2 separate regions of the Rattus norvegicus genome follow, and region 2 is linked to region 1. Evidence: chromatin contacts called from public Hi-C data. All regions are on one chromosome and are shown on one strand. The core of a region is the stretch at or near the end of the contact, and the rest is flanking DNA. Distances in the headings are between cores, read along the strand shown.

Evidence for each region. A called contact is a pair of places that touch in the nucleus more often than the background predicts.
Region 2: a Hi-C map of Schwann cells shows a contact between it and region 1, with 7 times the contacts expected there. The contact joins the promoter of Irx5 here to the enhancer-like site in region 1. A contact is called at or near these places in 3 of 12 Hi-C or Micro-C datasets (Schwann cells, frontal cortex and mammary epithelial cells) and 1 of 1 datasets of contacts at active chromatin or transcription factors (oligodendrocytes).

The regions. Positions count from the first base shown.
Region 1 is chr19:30,453,038-30,460,166 of GRCr8, forward strand. No RefSeq gene overlaps it. Among named protein-coding and RNA genes, the nearest start is that of Irx6, 53 kb to the right of the region's middle. Within about 2 kb of position 2,619, at least 40 of the 93 cell types and tissues checked have an H3K27ac peak or open chromatin away from gene starts, as enhancers often do.
Region 2 is chr19:30,810,246-30,817,374 of GRCr8, forward strand. Irx5 (iroquois homeobox 5) reads right to left here and starts at 4,585. Exons shown (of 3, transcript NM_001030044.1): 1 at 4,340-4,585; 2 at 2,845-3,250; 3 at 1,891-2,693. The coding sequence starts at 4,585. The coding sequence ends at 1,891. It overlaps Crnde (colorectal neoplasia differentially expressed), which reads left to right and starts at 6,615. Exons shown (of 3, transcript NR_132649.1): 1 at 6,615-7,046.

The sequences.
Region 1 (7,129 bases), core at 1,369-3,868:
ATGCTCAAACCCTCTCACAAGTGCTAAGGAACTATTTGATGAGTGACTAATTCTCTCCAGAGGCAACCCTGAGATCTTCCTGGAAGAGGAAGCCACGATCTGGAGTCTGGACACTAAATCCCTCACTTGGGCCGCCAAGGCCTGCTTCCTGTGTTCTCTGTCCAGCTGCACCCTTTCCCAGGATGACCTCATTTGTGCGGGGACTCAGGTCAGTCACTATCTTTGCCGCTCACCATCCTGGCCTTCCTTTCTCTTTGTCCCTTCTCAGCTGACCTATTTCTGGTGCTTAATTACAGTCCTGCTATGCAGACAATGGCGATGCCATCCTTCTCAAAAGATGATTGTGTCTGCTTGCTCTTTTGTCCCGAGCGGGGAGACAGGCAGCCCATCTGATCATCAAAAGGAGGGCTGTTAGTTGGCAGCCATTTCAGGAGGTGTTGAATGATGCTGGCTGTCACCGCCCTTACGGCTCACCCAAGTATCGGGTGCGGCTTCCGATTCGCTCGCTCCCCGAAGGATATCCTATTAAACTTATTACACTCTTTAGACCCGAGTGCTTTACTTAAAACAAAGCAAAAAACTCTTTTCAGCATGTACTTGAGTATTTCGTGTGTGTGTGTGTGTGTGTGTGTGTGTGTGTGTGTGTGTGTGTGTGTGTATGCACGTGTGTGTTTTAATGACAGGAAAGGAGAGCTTTGCCCAGCAGGAACAAATTTAGGCCCTCAACAATTGTGCTTGGAACTATGCTCCTGTGTTCAGCTGGAGGAGGTGCAGCAGCTCAGCAAACTGCGGACTTTGCCGGTCTCCATTGGCAACACAAACGCAAGACACTGAAACTTTTCAAGGCCCTTCAAATTCCACAAGACCTAGGGTGCCAAGTCAGGGCAGGAAGCCATCAGCCCCAAAGGCAGGAAAGAATAGCAACAACTAAAAATAAATAATATTGTTACATACAAAACTAGAGATATTGTATTTTTAACAGCCAAAAAAATTATAGGCAGTGTGGAACATGAGTATATTTTGATATACATGATACTGCCCAAGGGCATTCAAGAGAAGGCTTGGCAGGCTAGTGGGGGAGGGGGCTTTGAAGGGCTGCTGGCCACAGGTTTGTCTTTCTCCTTTCTCTATCTTTTGGCTTCCTAGAAGCCATCTGGAACGACCCAAAGAGAAGCCTTTTGTATGGTTCAGGAGAGCTTTTATTTCCCGTCATAAATCAGAGAATTGGAACTCCAGTGGCAAGAGGAAGATTTAAGAATTAAAATGATGAAAACTTACAAGATCTTCCCAACAGGATGGTAATTGCACCACTAATCCCTTTTGTTGCAGAAGCTTCTGTATTTGGGTGACCTTGGCTTCCATTATGTACTGTTACCTTTGGCTCGGAATCTATAACTCAGGGGACTATTAATTATCTCTCCGTAAGTGCTGGCAAGAGTGAGGGGCTTTCTAAGAGTAAATGCCTTATCGATACCGAGTGGAGTGGCTCGGCCACTAGACGGCTCTTATCAGCGATTAGAGTTCAACAGCCCACCCTCAAAGCCTCAAAGCCAGGAGATTACTCCTGCCTGGGCTCCCGCACCAACTCAAACTTTTCTGATCACCACAACCTGTCCGTGATTTGCTCCAGCTCGTAAAACAAAAGAGTTTATATATGCAATTTAAACACACCCCCCTTTTTTTTAATCACCCAAATCCCTGGGGCTGTATTCTTCAGCTAAGAGTTGGATAAAGATAAAACACTCTGTTTTTAAATATTGCTTTTTCGGAGTGGTTTTTTTCCCCCAATGTATAGTTTAAGTTCACAGAATCATATCTTTTTATCTTTTTTTTTCCTTTTTTTTTTTTAACAGGAGCATGGGAAGGGAAAGCATAGACAATCCCAGTTCAGTAAAATGTTCAGTATGTTGGGGGTTACACAGAGGTTTTTGTTTTTATTTTTAGTGTGTGTGTGTGTGTGTGTGTGTGTGTGTGTGTGTGTGTGTTAGAGAGCATCTCGTGTCAAAGGAGTGCATTTCATTTCCCATCTTCGTCTTTAAAGGCCTCACTCAAATCTGGGTTCTGGCTACTCCACGGCATCCCCGGGAGACTTTTACCCTTCGATTTTAATCTTTAGTTACAGCCGAAGAAGAACGATTCCAACTCCGAGAAGTTCTCAGCAGTCATGCCTAACCCCAAAGCCAAATTTCCATTTTCCCTCCTAATGCCCTAATTGAATTTAGGCCCCGCCGGTTGTGTTTTGCATAGGCACCCACCCCACATCAATGGCACCCGTTCAAAAGGAGACTTATGGAGTGGATCAGATAAATAAGGACTGCAAATGTGCTGATTTACCCCAGCTTGTAAAACAAAACAATTTACGTATACAATTGAGACATTCTTTCTAGTTTTTCATAAACCACATCCCTTGGGTGTATAATTGAGATTTCCTTGCCACCCAGAGAGGGTGAGATAGTCCTCCGGGGCTTTATTCCTCTTATGTCTGAGAGCCGGCTGGAGCTCGCGCTGGGAGCTGCTTCCTGCTCCGCAGAAAGAGGTGCAACAGCCTGGGTTGGTCAGTGTTGCTGCGGCTGCAGCTTCCGTCAAGTGCTAGACCCAGTCCACGACGCTAGGGAGCAGGCTGACACCAGGATACGGCAGGCACCGTGTCTGGAAAGGCAGAAGCCCCAGCAAGCCGTCTGTTTCTGTAGGCTGCGAGAAGGAAAAGGAGAGCCCAAGGAGGCCATGGGCTATGCGCTGCAGCTCTTGCCAGCTCGAGCTATGCTGTGCTGTGAGATGTAAAGGCAGCTCACACAGAGGGATACTTTCTGTGGCTGAGCCCTGTGGCAGAGGAGCAGACCTTTCCTACAGGGGAAGCTGTGGCCGTTTGCTTCAGAGACCGGAACACTTTTTCCCAATTGGTTCCAGAAGAGTAACAATAACGTGACTGACTCATTCTACCAGGGGAGGAGACAGAAAAGGGTAGAACTTCGGAATCAGGTCCTGTGATGGACTATCAGAACACAGTTGAAACAAATAAATTAGATTGTCAAGTAGAAAAGGCAAATTGGAGAACCATGGAGGCGCATGTGGGTGTTAGGCATTGGCTATGACTGGGTGCACCAGGAAAACATAGAATCAGAAGCTAGAAGGCAGTCCAGGCGCTGGGGAAGGAAGAGAAGAAGGTTAAGAATCTGAACAAGAGGGGTTTGGGGATTTAGCTCAGTGGTAGAGCGCGTTCCTAGCAAGGCCCTGGGTTCGGTCCCCAGCTCCGGAAAAAAAAAAAAAAAAGAATCTGAACAAAAAAGAATCTGGATGTAAAGTTTATTCCTCTTATGTTTTATTGTTTTATTTCTTACCAAAATAAGCCAAGGCAAATATGACTAGGGAACTTGCATTTTTATGACTTCACACTTTTTATATTTAAAGCAATATGTTTTCTAGGAAAAAATAACCTGATGTATATACAGGCCACTTTGAATATGGCTCAAACCTTAGGTCTAAAACCCCAGCCAGAATACAGCTCAAAAGTTATAGAAGTCATTCACCTTTCTAATTTCAAATTGCACCATTTGGGTGTAATCGAGTCTCTTTTCTCCTCCGCCCCTCTCCTTTTAGTCAAATTAAACTTATTGATTAGAGCCCATTAGTATGTAATGGATTGTTAATTTGACTCTTTTTACAAATCATATTTATCTGCACCAATAAAATATTTGGATTTAACATTCATAGATCACATTTATGGTGACGCTGATTGAAGGCCAAGCAATTGGAAGGGGAAGCAGACACCTTGTCCTTCGTGCACGCCAGGGAAGTGTGACTTGGTGCCCTGAACACAGGTGGACACTTAGGAGTGAGGTGAATTGCAGAGAAGGAAAGACAGTTGCCCCCTCCCCCTCTTTTTTCCAAGCTGGAAAGCCCACATAGTGTTTGCATATTCTTCTGCTGAAATGGGGGCACCCCAGGGTGTTGCTACTGAAGTTATTAAACTGTTGCTGTAAAACTACCTGTTAGGAACAACAACAACAACAACAACAACAACAACAACAACAACAACAACAAAAAAAAAACCCGGCTGAACATCCACTCAAACTGAGGGACCCCACACTCGTCTCTCCTGTAGAGAGAAGGGGGCTGAAGAAAGTGTGACCCACCTTCCTCTGTCCCTTCCGGTAGAGAGCACTTAGCAAGGAAGCTGCTTAGAGGGAAAACAAACATGGTTTTTGTGTATTTTAAATAGAAATCAACTGAATCCCGCCGATGACGAGGCTTTTGGGAGTACGGGGTGTAATACTACACATCACTGCCCGTTACAGTGTGTCTAGTCTTTGCGTAAACCTGGAGTGACAAGAAAACATCCACTTAATGAATCCAACAGCAGGCACATCAACCAGTGGAGGTGGCTGCCATCCCAAAGCCCAACACTGGTAAGCTTTCTGGGGTTGCCAACGGCATCTTCTGCCCTGAGTCTTTCTGGAACAGAAAATTTGACATCTGAATTCATGTAATGTTCATTGATGGGAGCTGTGGTTTCCCTGAGGGAATAATATCCCTCCCTCCGTAAGTCCCTCCCTCTGTCCCTCCCTTCATTCCCCCCCTTGTTGTCCCCCCTCCCTCTTTTCCTTTTTTTTTTTTTAAGTTTTCCTGTCTGTAGCAGTCTTGACACTTACGGTTTTTGTTTGCCTGCTTGCTTGTTTTCCTTTTGCCAGCTACCTCAAACCTATTGAGGAGGAGAGCAGCCGTGCGTTTTAAATGAATAAAACACAAATACACGCTCTTCCTGATCGTGGCCATATCCCATTATAAAGATAGAAGGAAGGTACGGTCAAAATTTCTTTGTCACTCTCAGGACTGTCCTATCAATGTTGTATAAAGCAAGTAAGTCATTGGCTAGGTTTTTGAATTCCTTTTATTATTTCAAGGATTTGAGGCTAATGCGGGCTATAACAGGAGCTGACCTGTAAAAGTAAAATTTCTTTGTTTGAAAAGTGAGAACAACAAATCTTCCCAGACGTGATGTGACAGCCTGGGTAATAAGCAGCCCACGATCTTTGCAGACACGCAGAGAGTGGGACCGACCATTAAACACGGAGCTTGATAGCCCCAACTCCCCTCCCCCATCCCTGATAGCCAACTACCATAGGAAGTGTACCAGGCCAATTGTCGAGTCATATCACCAAGTACAGGAAATTTCCATTTGTCATTTAACAGCCATTTGTCACACACAAGGTGCCCTGAATAAGAACTGTGATTTTTTTCCCCCTCCTTACGTCTCTTCTAAGACTGCATGTCCTTTTGCCAGGATGAAATGACCTAATTTTTGAAGCGGTAACCTTTATTATTTTTTTTTAGCTCCATTAACATGCAACTTTTCATACTGAAAACCTTTATAATCTTGCCCCTAAGAAACTCAGCCTGCCTCACAGGCAATCATTATCTTGGGTTAAGTATGTGGGCCGTGGCACAGGATTCACTGGATTCAGCACAAATTTGGTGAGAGAAACAGAGCCAGCCTGTAGTAAAGGCTCTAAAACCCTGCAGGAGTCCACTTGTTTATCTCCCTGTGGTTCCCCGGGTAAAAGATATATTCTTTGATTATACAGTAAATTTAGGGGTTAGAATTATTCTGAAAATCTCTCTCTCTCTCTCTCTCTCTCTCTCTCTCTCTTTCTCTCTCTCTCTCTTTTAGATTCAATTGATAAGATATAATTACCCACTTAAACATACAAAGCCCGGTACCATCCGTCCCTTAAGAACATTTGTAACAACCCATAAAGGTACAGTGTAGAATCTTAATGTCACCCGCCATATTGTCCTGTCACGGCTTCTCTGCCTCCTTTCTCTCTCCTGTCTCCTCCTTTCTGTTCTAGTCTCCTCCTCTTCCTTCAACTTCTGTCCCGCCCATCCTTCCTTCTCATCCAATGACAGGCCTCCTTCTATCCTGTACCTGCCCCTCACCTGTACTTTACAAATTCAGTGGGGAGAAGGTTCTGGTGAAGTCACCTGAGTCCTGAGTACAAGACTAGGCAGCTGTCCTTGGGACAGTGGAATTAGCATCAAAATACAGATAACTTCAGGGCAAACCACAGCATTTCCCCCTTTTTGTCCAGTTAAAAAGCCTTTCCACTTATATATAAATTGAGTGCAATTATTACTATTCTACAATTTATAAAGCGTATGACATACTCAACACCCAGTCCATCACTGTATCAGTTAAACAGAAACATTTAGTTGTTCATTCCAGCTTAAGAAAAGCTTAAAATCTATATTATATCTTCGGCTAGCTTCTATACCATCTGATAACTATCTAAGAAAATATGCATATTCAGAGTTATACAGCCTGATAGGCTATACTAAGTGACTTCCAACTGTAGCAACGTGGTTCTAGCATAGCTGGGGGATTAGATGTGAAACTCTTCTGGTGTTTACTTTGACTATTATAAGGACTGAGTAATACATTTTTAAAACATATAAAAATACAAAAGGATTATTTAGTAAACTATACCACAAGGCAGCTGTCTTCTGTGACATTCAAGGTATCTTGAGTTGCTAAACGCCGTGAGATTGAAAACTAATTTTAAGAGTCAAATAACTTTGACTTTGAAAGCCACCTAATGGTCTATGAGGTCTGAGGTCTGGAACTCGTTTTTTATTTCTGTATTTGAATGTGCCTCACCCCGGGGTTGACAAGAGCAAGTTCGTATGGGTGCCTAATGGTGTATCATAGAGGATTTAACTTAATTCCACCATAATGAATTAATTCTCTCAGTGACACTGATTTGATGACATCACCTTGGCCAAGATTCAGCAATTCCAAACTCTGAGTTATACCCGTGAAGCCTAAAACTGAAAGTGAAGAGGTGGTTTGGCTTTGAGTCCTTGTGAACTCTGTCAGTGAGGGGACGAATGAGGAGGACATTGATTATTCTGAGTAGATGAGTTAAAAATAAAAATCCCAACACTGGTGAGGAAATTGGATTCAGCATTCTCTTAAATTGTCCCCCAGAGATCTTCACTTTACAAACAAGGAACCGAGTTGAGTTAAGAGAAGCCTCGCATGGGGGTTGCCTCTTATTAGCAGATGTTGCTTGTGCCCTCGTTAGTCACTGTAAAGAGGGACGGCAAGGTGCCACCTCTGTTGTACTGCAGG
Region 2 (7,129 bases), core at 3,335-5,834, 360 kb after region 1:
GGGGAAGAGAGGTGCAAACATGTACATTCTGCGTTAGCGTAATTATGTTGCCGTTGTGTGCAAACAGTTCTGTCCCTACAGACAGGCAAATTAATTCCCCTCGCTGGGGCATTTTTTTTTCCTGTACCGCACCTCCCTCCATCACCACAGAAAATTTCCCATGAAGTAAAAGGATTGGCTATTCCATATCTCAGGTGCAAAATGGAGATGCGAGCAGGGTAGCTAAGCCTGAACTTAAGGGGTCGGTGGGTGGTAAGGCTGGGTACTGTCCCTTGGTCATTTGGTACGGTGATGAATCCCACGTTTGCACGGAGCTGAAATAAAGCGGACTAAAACGAGGAGGGAAAAAAAAAAATAAACCCTCAAAAACACTTTTGTAGCAATCCGAGCTGGGAAAAGTGCTAAAGCGACGACAAGCCTCATCAAGTCCACAATGGCCTCTTTATCTACGCAAATGGCCTGGAGCTTTTGAAGCCACTTATCCAAAACGGGGCCCATGGGGGAGGGGCCTCCGACTCCCTTTGGGGACTCCATTCACTGCCCCTAGTGACTATGATGCTTCCTCCACCTCCCACCCCCTTCTGCCCACTCTCCGAGCCTCGACTCTGCAAAACACAGGCTCAAAATTCAGGACAAGTGTGACACCTACCTGTGAAAGGGGGGAACCGTCGCGTTGCGGGTTTGCGGTCCCTGCTGGGAGGCTGCGCCTCCATCCACAAGGCCGCAGGCCACCCTCACGGTTCGCGGACAGAGCAGTCACTGATTTAATCAAATCCAAAGAAGAGATCAGTGCCCAATTTTGAAGGGGTAGTGGAGATGGCGCCTTCCCACTTGGCATCCCCTACCGCTCCTTGCCCGCATTAGCTAACAGCACCTTTGAAATAGTAATATGGGCTAAATCCGGCATAAAATCGAACTCATTAGCAAAGTTCACCAGCTGATTGCTTTGCATAAAACACGACACTGATTGGAAGTAATTAGGTTAAGCGATGGCTCTCGGGTGGTGTGCGACTCTGCCTTGGTTTGTCATCCTTTTTCTCCCTTCTGGAACACACTTGGGGCTCTTCTCACTCCTCCAGGGTCCAATCTCCCTCCCCCTCAAGCACACCGCAAGGATGATCCAAATCCTCGGTCCCAGACCGGGCCGCTCCCCCACGGGTTTGTGGCCTAATTTGTGAAAACCCCCGCCCCGCCCCGACACACTGTCTGTGACTGCACCTTTCATTCCCACTTTGAAAAAAGTTACAGTTGCACCTTTTGACCCAGGCAATTGACAATTTATTGAGGCATCTGAGAAGTAAAAGTGGCTCTGATTATGTTAAAATCTCCTTTAATTAAATATTTTGCATTTTACAAAGACCACCGCAGTTTCTCTTACTTTTTAAATCTAAGCGTATAACCTGTTTCCTTTCTGTAATAATACTTTAGCTCATATCCAGAAAAATCAATAGGTGTAAAAAAATTAAATTAAACTTGTATTTTTAAACTATGAAACAGTTTTGGGGGAACACAAATGTATATATTTATATTACAAAAACATTAAATGCCTGTACAGGTGTTTTGATTTCATAATTTACTTCAAAGATACTGAATTATCAATTTAAATACAAAATGCTACATTAAATATACAGAATAAGATTTAATACAAATCCTCTTAAGTTTTTTTTTTTCTTTTCAGTTGGCTAAAACAATTTTTTTCGAGTGTGGAGATGTATACATTTTTATGCCATCCATCTCCATAAACTATAAACTTCTGAATAAGAGGGGTAGGTTTTTTTCTTTCTCTCTCTCTCTCTCTCTCTCTCTCTCTCTCTCTCTTGATGATGGAAAAATAACTGCCAAGGCCATGGTTTTAATAAATTAGGAAAGTCCGGGGTTACCGCACCAGAGTTAAATGTCGGACATACCTTTCTTCAATTCATAGGGGGAGTCTTTGCACAGGTCTAGCTGAGACTGGCTCCGCAACATTTTCGGGTCTTTAGCCAAAACGTCCGCACGATTCAACACCGTCTGGTTTAATCCATTGAAATGAGAGCCAGGACCCGCTGTAGGGCCTGGCCCTGGCCCTGGGTGGCCGTGAAGATGTCCGAAGGAGCCATAGTTCGTGTAGCCCGGATAGAAGGGCGCCGTGTAGTAGAGAGGCCGGGACAGCACGGTCCCGCCAGGAAAGGGACACTGCGCCGAGGGTGAGCGTGCGGGCGCCGGAGCAGGAGAAGCGCGGCTGCCTCCAAGGGTTTGCCCGCCTATGGGCCCGGGGCACGGTGGGCACGGAGAGCCCTCGCTCCCTCCGCCCCCGTCCTTGACCTTGTCCGAGGATGTGGCTATCTCTGCCAGAGACCACAGTTTGGGCTTGGCTAGCACGGCCGGAGGCGGTGGCGGAGGTGGCGGTGGTGAGTGGATGACCGAGGATCCGCCCGAGCCGGGGGGCAACTCTCCGGCTGATGGGTGCGGGCCGGGCGCCGGCGCACCCGCAGGGTAGTGAGGACCCGCATCCTCCGCCAGACGCGCAGTTGCGGGCCCAGCCGGGGAGGGCTCGCCTGCACGCGGGGGCCTGGGCAGGTCATCGTGGCGGCCTTCGGAGGGCGACTCTTTAAAATCCGAGTCGCTGAGGCTGCCTTCAGTTTCCTTGCCGGCGGGGCTGAGCGGCCCCTGCAGCCGTTCGCAGCCCGCAGCCGCCTTCTGCTCTGTTCCTCCTGTGGGCAAAACCCAGGCTGTCAGAGGAGTGGAGGCCACGCGGCCCGGCCCGGGTTCCTGCCAGCAGAGGCAGGGACCCGTGCGCGCCCCCTCCAGGCCCCCTTTGCCTTTCGAGTCCCTCTCAACACACCCTTTCCCGCATCCACCAACCTGCTTCGGGGCCCTCGAGGTCGCCCTTGTCCTCGGGCTTCTGTGGCTCGTCCTCGTCGTTCTTTTCCAGATCAATGTTCTCCTCCTCCTCCTCGTCCTCGCTGCGGTTCCGTGGCGTCCACGTCATCTTGTTCTCTTTCTTGAGGCGCCGGCGCGCGTTGGCGAACCAGGTGGACACCTGGGTGAGGGTCATTTTGGTGATGATGGCCAGCATGATCTTCTCGCCCTTAGTGGGATACGGGTTCTTTCGGTGCTCATTGAGCCAGGCCTTGAGAGTGGCAGTGGCGTCCCGAGTGGCGTTCTTCCGGTACGCGGGATCCCCATAAGGATAGGAGCCCAGAGGTGCGGCGTAAGGGTGATATCCCAAGGAACCCGCCATACCGGGAGTGTGGTCATAGGGAGAGCCCTGTGGGGGACAGGCAGAGATTAGGTGAGTGAGGGTATGGGCTACATGGCCACCTAAAAGGCTGAAACCCACTTGCCCTCTGTCCCTGGTTCTGCGTGCCAGCGCGGCCCGCACTCCAGCTTCCCCTGAGGCAGACAGAGCTAGCTAGTTAAAACACAAGACCACCTTCCCCCTCCTCCGAAGGCAGCAAGACCCCCAATTTCTAAATCTGGCCCTTGGGGACCCCAGAGGCTGTTCAGAACTTAACACACCACCTTGGAGGCCACTGTCTGCTGGGGAACCTCGGTGCCCAGGTCTCAGATCTGGCCTCTACGGAAGGGCCCACGGTTCTCTTAGAGGCCTGAGCAGCCTCAGCAGCGACTCAGAGCTCTGCTCCAGAGTGGCCGCATGTTGGGCTCAAGGGGTACAGCAAGGGAAGTAAAGGCTCTTTCTTTAATCTTCAAAGAAACCCTACAGACAAGCTGAGCCTCAGTAGCCTGCACACCGACGGTTCAAAAATGCTATCCCTAACCGAAGCCGTTGCGCTTTTCCAGAAAGCACACCCTGCCGTAAAAACCCGGATACACCGCACCTCGCTGGACGTTTCAGAAATTTAATACTTTCAAATCGGATTGCGAAGATAGGATTACGGATTTGCAACATTTTGGGGGATTAATTAAAGGCGGGGCCAAACACATTTACATAGATTTAGCATGCTGCTACTGTTCAGAATTCGGGTCTGCTTCTTTTGAACTACTTTTCCAACATGGCAAAACCAAAAGAAAGAAAGAGGAAGAAGAAGAAATTTGCGGTCTGTCCCAGAGCTCTGGGGCAAATGTTGTTCTTCATAGCAAAGACCAATCCCCCCTCCCCCGCGCCCCAAACCTTTCCCTTCAGCTCGGCGATCCCAGCAAGACGCGGCTTTCGCTAGAGTGATTCCGGAGCCCGCGGCTCGAGTAAAGCCGAACAAGACAATCGCTCAAGTTTGCAAGGGCCGCAAAGCTTGGCGGGTGAGGTGGCGCCTAGGCCCGTGTCCACCGCAGCCGGGCTCTGCAGGCCTGGCCCCGACTGCCCGCTTGCCAGCCCGCCTCGGACCCAGCTCACACTCACCACGTACGAGAAGGCGGCGGCGGCCGCAGCCGCGGGATCGGCACCGTACTGGAGGTGCGAGTTGTAGCCCGGCGAGGGAGCCGTGAAGGCAGTGGAGCCAGCGTAGGGCGAGAATGCGGAGCCCGAAGAAGAGCGGCCGAGCTCATCCGTGCGGGGCCCCGAAATGACGCTGGTGCTGTATGCGGGGCACGAGTAGAGCGCCAGCGAGGCGGACGGCTGGTACAAGTAGCCCTGCGGGTAGGACATGGCCACACACGGGCATGGGGCGCGCCGCGCCGCGGCGGCCAACGAGCCGGGCGGCGCCCTGAGAGGGCGAGCGAGTGGGCACCTGGCCTCTGGCTGCCCCGGGCCGCAGCTCTTCGAGTCTCGGCTCCCGGGCTCCGGCCCGCGGCGCCTCCTGGTTGGCTTCCCGCGCGCCTCCGGCTGCGACCGCCGCGCCCGCTCCTCTGCGCGCCCCGCTTGCCCGGGCTAGGCTTTCTCTCCCCCCACCCCCCCTCCCTCGCTCTTTGCACCGGGGGGCTCTGCTTTTGGCTTTGCAAAGGTCCTGCCAAGATGCTAAGTTGGAAATTGAGGATTCTGACGCCTTGTGCGCGCGCGAAGCTCCTCCTTCCCGGGGTGTAGTCGGTGGGGGGACTGGCAGGAGCCTCTGGCCGGCGGCAGCCAACCCGGCCGCCAGGCGCGTCTCGCCCTCTCCCTGTTCCTCCCCGGCTCCTCTCCCGCTCACTGGCGCTCCCCTCGCCCCTCCCTAGCGCCCGCCTCTCCACCGCCACCCCCCTCTCCTCCTCTGCCCGGCCTCCCCCTCCTCCCTCCCCGACTCTTCCTCTCCTTCTCTCTCAGACTCTCGAGCGCCGGCCCCAGGATGACAATCACAGCCCAAGCACGCCGATCGCTTCCAACTTTCTTCTCCTCTTTCTAACTCTGGGCGGAGCGGCAATCTCGACGCACCACTGGCCCTGGTCGTGGCTTGGGCCGCTCGGCAACACAAAGGGAAAGATGCGGAGGGCTGCGCTCGGGAGAACGCTCTGTGCCCTCCTCGCCAGTGAGAATAGCGAAGTTGGTGGACGTCTTGTTCTCCAGAAAACTGGGCTGGGAGGTGGTTCTTCTCCCTCCTGCCGGAGGTCTCTAGGTTGAGCTGGAGACCTGGAATTCAGGTCCCAGGGAGAGTCGATGGATGCCGCCTCCCGGGGCACAGCGAAGCCGGGGTGACCGCCTTTCTGCGCCAGCCGCTGCAGCAGGTGGGCAAGAGCCAGGCCTAAGCTGAAGGACCCAAGCCGGGCCTTCCATCCACCAGCCTAGAGGAGGCGAGAGAGGAGACTCTGGGGTCTCTGGCGGGGGTTGTGGCTTTTCTCTGGAGAGAGGAAAGCAGTGGGCAAGAATGCCCGACGGAGACGCTGTTCTACTCGAATAGGTCCCCCAGAAGCCCCCGGCCCCATTGCCATCCCACGTAGCGTTGCCTGCTTCTCATGGCTGGCCACGGGCACCTCGCCCTGTCAGATCTTTGGGGCCGGAGGGTGTGGGATCTCGTCCCTTTTGTTCCACTAAATCGCCTTCCCCCTCTCTCGCCTTCGCCCCAGTTCCACTGCAAACACTGGGCAGAACAGTGTCCAACCCAACCGCTGTTTGTTTAGCGAGGCGCTGGCCAGGCGAATACACATCACAGAGTCACAGGCAGAGTTCTCGGAACGCGCCCCCCCCCCCCGCGCGCAACCTCCCACGGCCACACAGTGAGAAGGCAAAACAGACCCTCGCCCCTGGTCTCCACCTCCCGCCGCCGCAAATTACAGACGCACTGAAGCTATGGGACAGACAGGGGCGCTGGTGAACCAGGACGGACGGCCGCAGAGTGCACACACCAAACATTTTGTGGCCTTTCACAACCTCGCCACGCTCAGGCCGGAGCGTAACTATATACAAATTTTCCTGCAATGATTCTCTCTGGCCCGCAAACAGTTTGATTAGCTAGGGCCGTGCCCCTCCCCCCCCCGCCCCCCCACTGACTGCACAGGGACCCTCACCGCGGCGCGCTTTTACGCACGCGCGCAGGCTGCCCCCTTACTTAGCACTCAGGCTACAGGTTCCGCCCCCAAGAGGTTGGACCCCCGCGGACTACATTCTCCAAGAACCTCTAGGCCCATCCCGCCCTCCCCGGACACAGCTTCACCTCTGATTGGGCGTCGGTATCCATTAGCCCCACCTCTGGATGACGTAGTCCGCTTCCCTCAGAGTGCTAGCGTCGAGGGGGCGTGGCTGGGAGGGTCTTCGTCTGCGTATTGTCATGGAGACCAGAAGCGGTCCGCCGCTGAGGCGGCGGGCTGTGAGCTAGGCTGACAGGGTTGCGGAGCCGGAGCCCCGGGGAGCGTGAAGCAGCCTGAGGCTGCCTCTCCGGCTAACCATTCGGGGTTCGGGGCAGGCCGGAGTTCTACAGGGAGCGTCCCCGCCCCGACGCGCGGGTCCCCGCCTCCCGCGGCCGTACCGCCCCCCGGCTCCGCCCGCTCAGCCGGACTAACGGTCGGCGCGGCCTGCCACGAGGGAGCGTCCGCGGCCCGCGCAGAGCCGCGCACCAAGCGGATGGCGTGGACGCAGCCGGGTCGGGCGGTCTGCGTGCGAGCAGGCGCGCGTGGGCGTGTCTCCCTGGCCCACGCGTGTCCCGGACATCAGTGTCTCGGCTCTGGTCCAGGACGAAGACTTCTGAAAGCGAGCCAAGGAGGTTTGTGCCACCGAGAGCCCAAGTCTGTCACGCGGACATCCTCATTACATAATCCTGCCACTTGGGCGGCTTGGTTGTTTCTG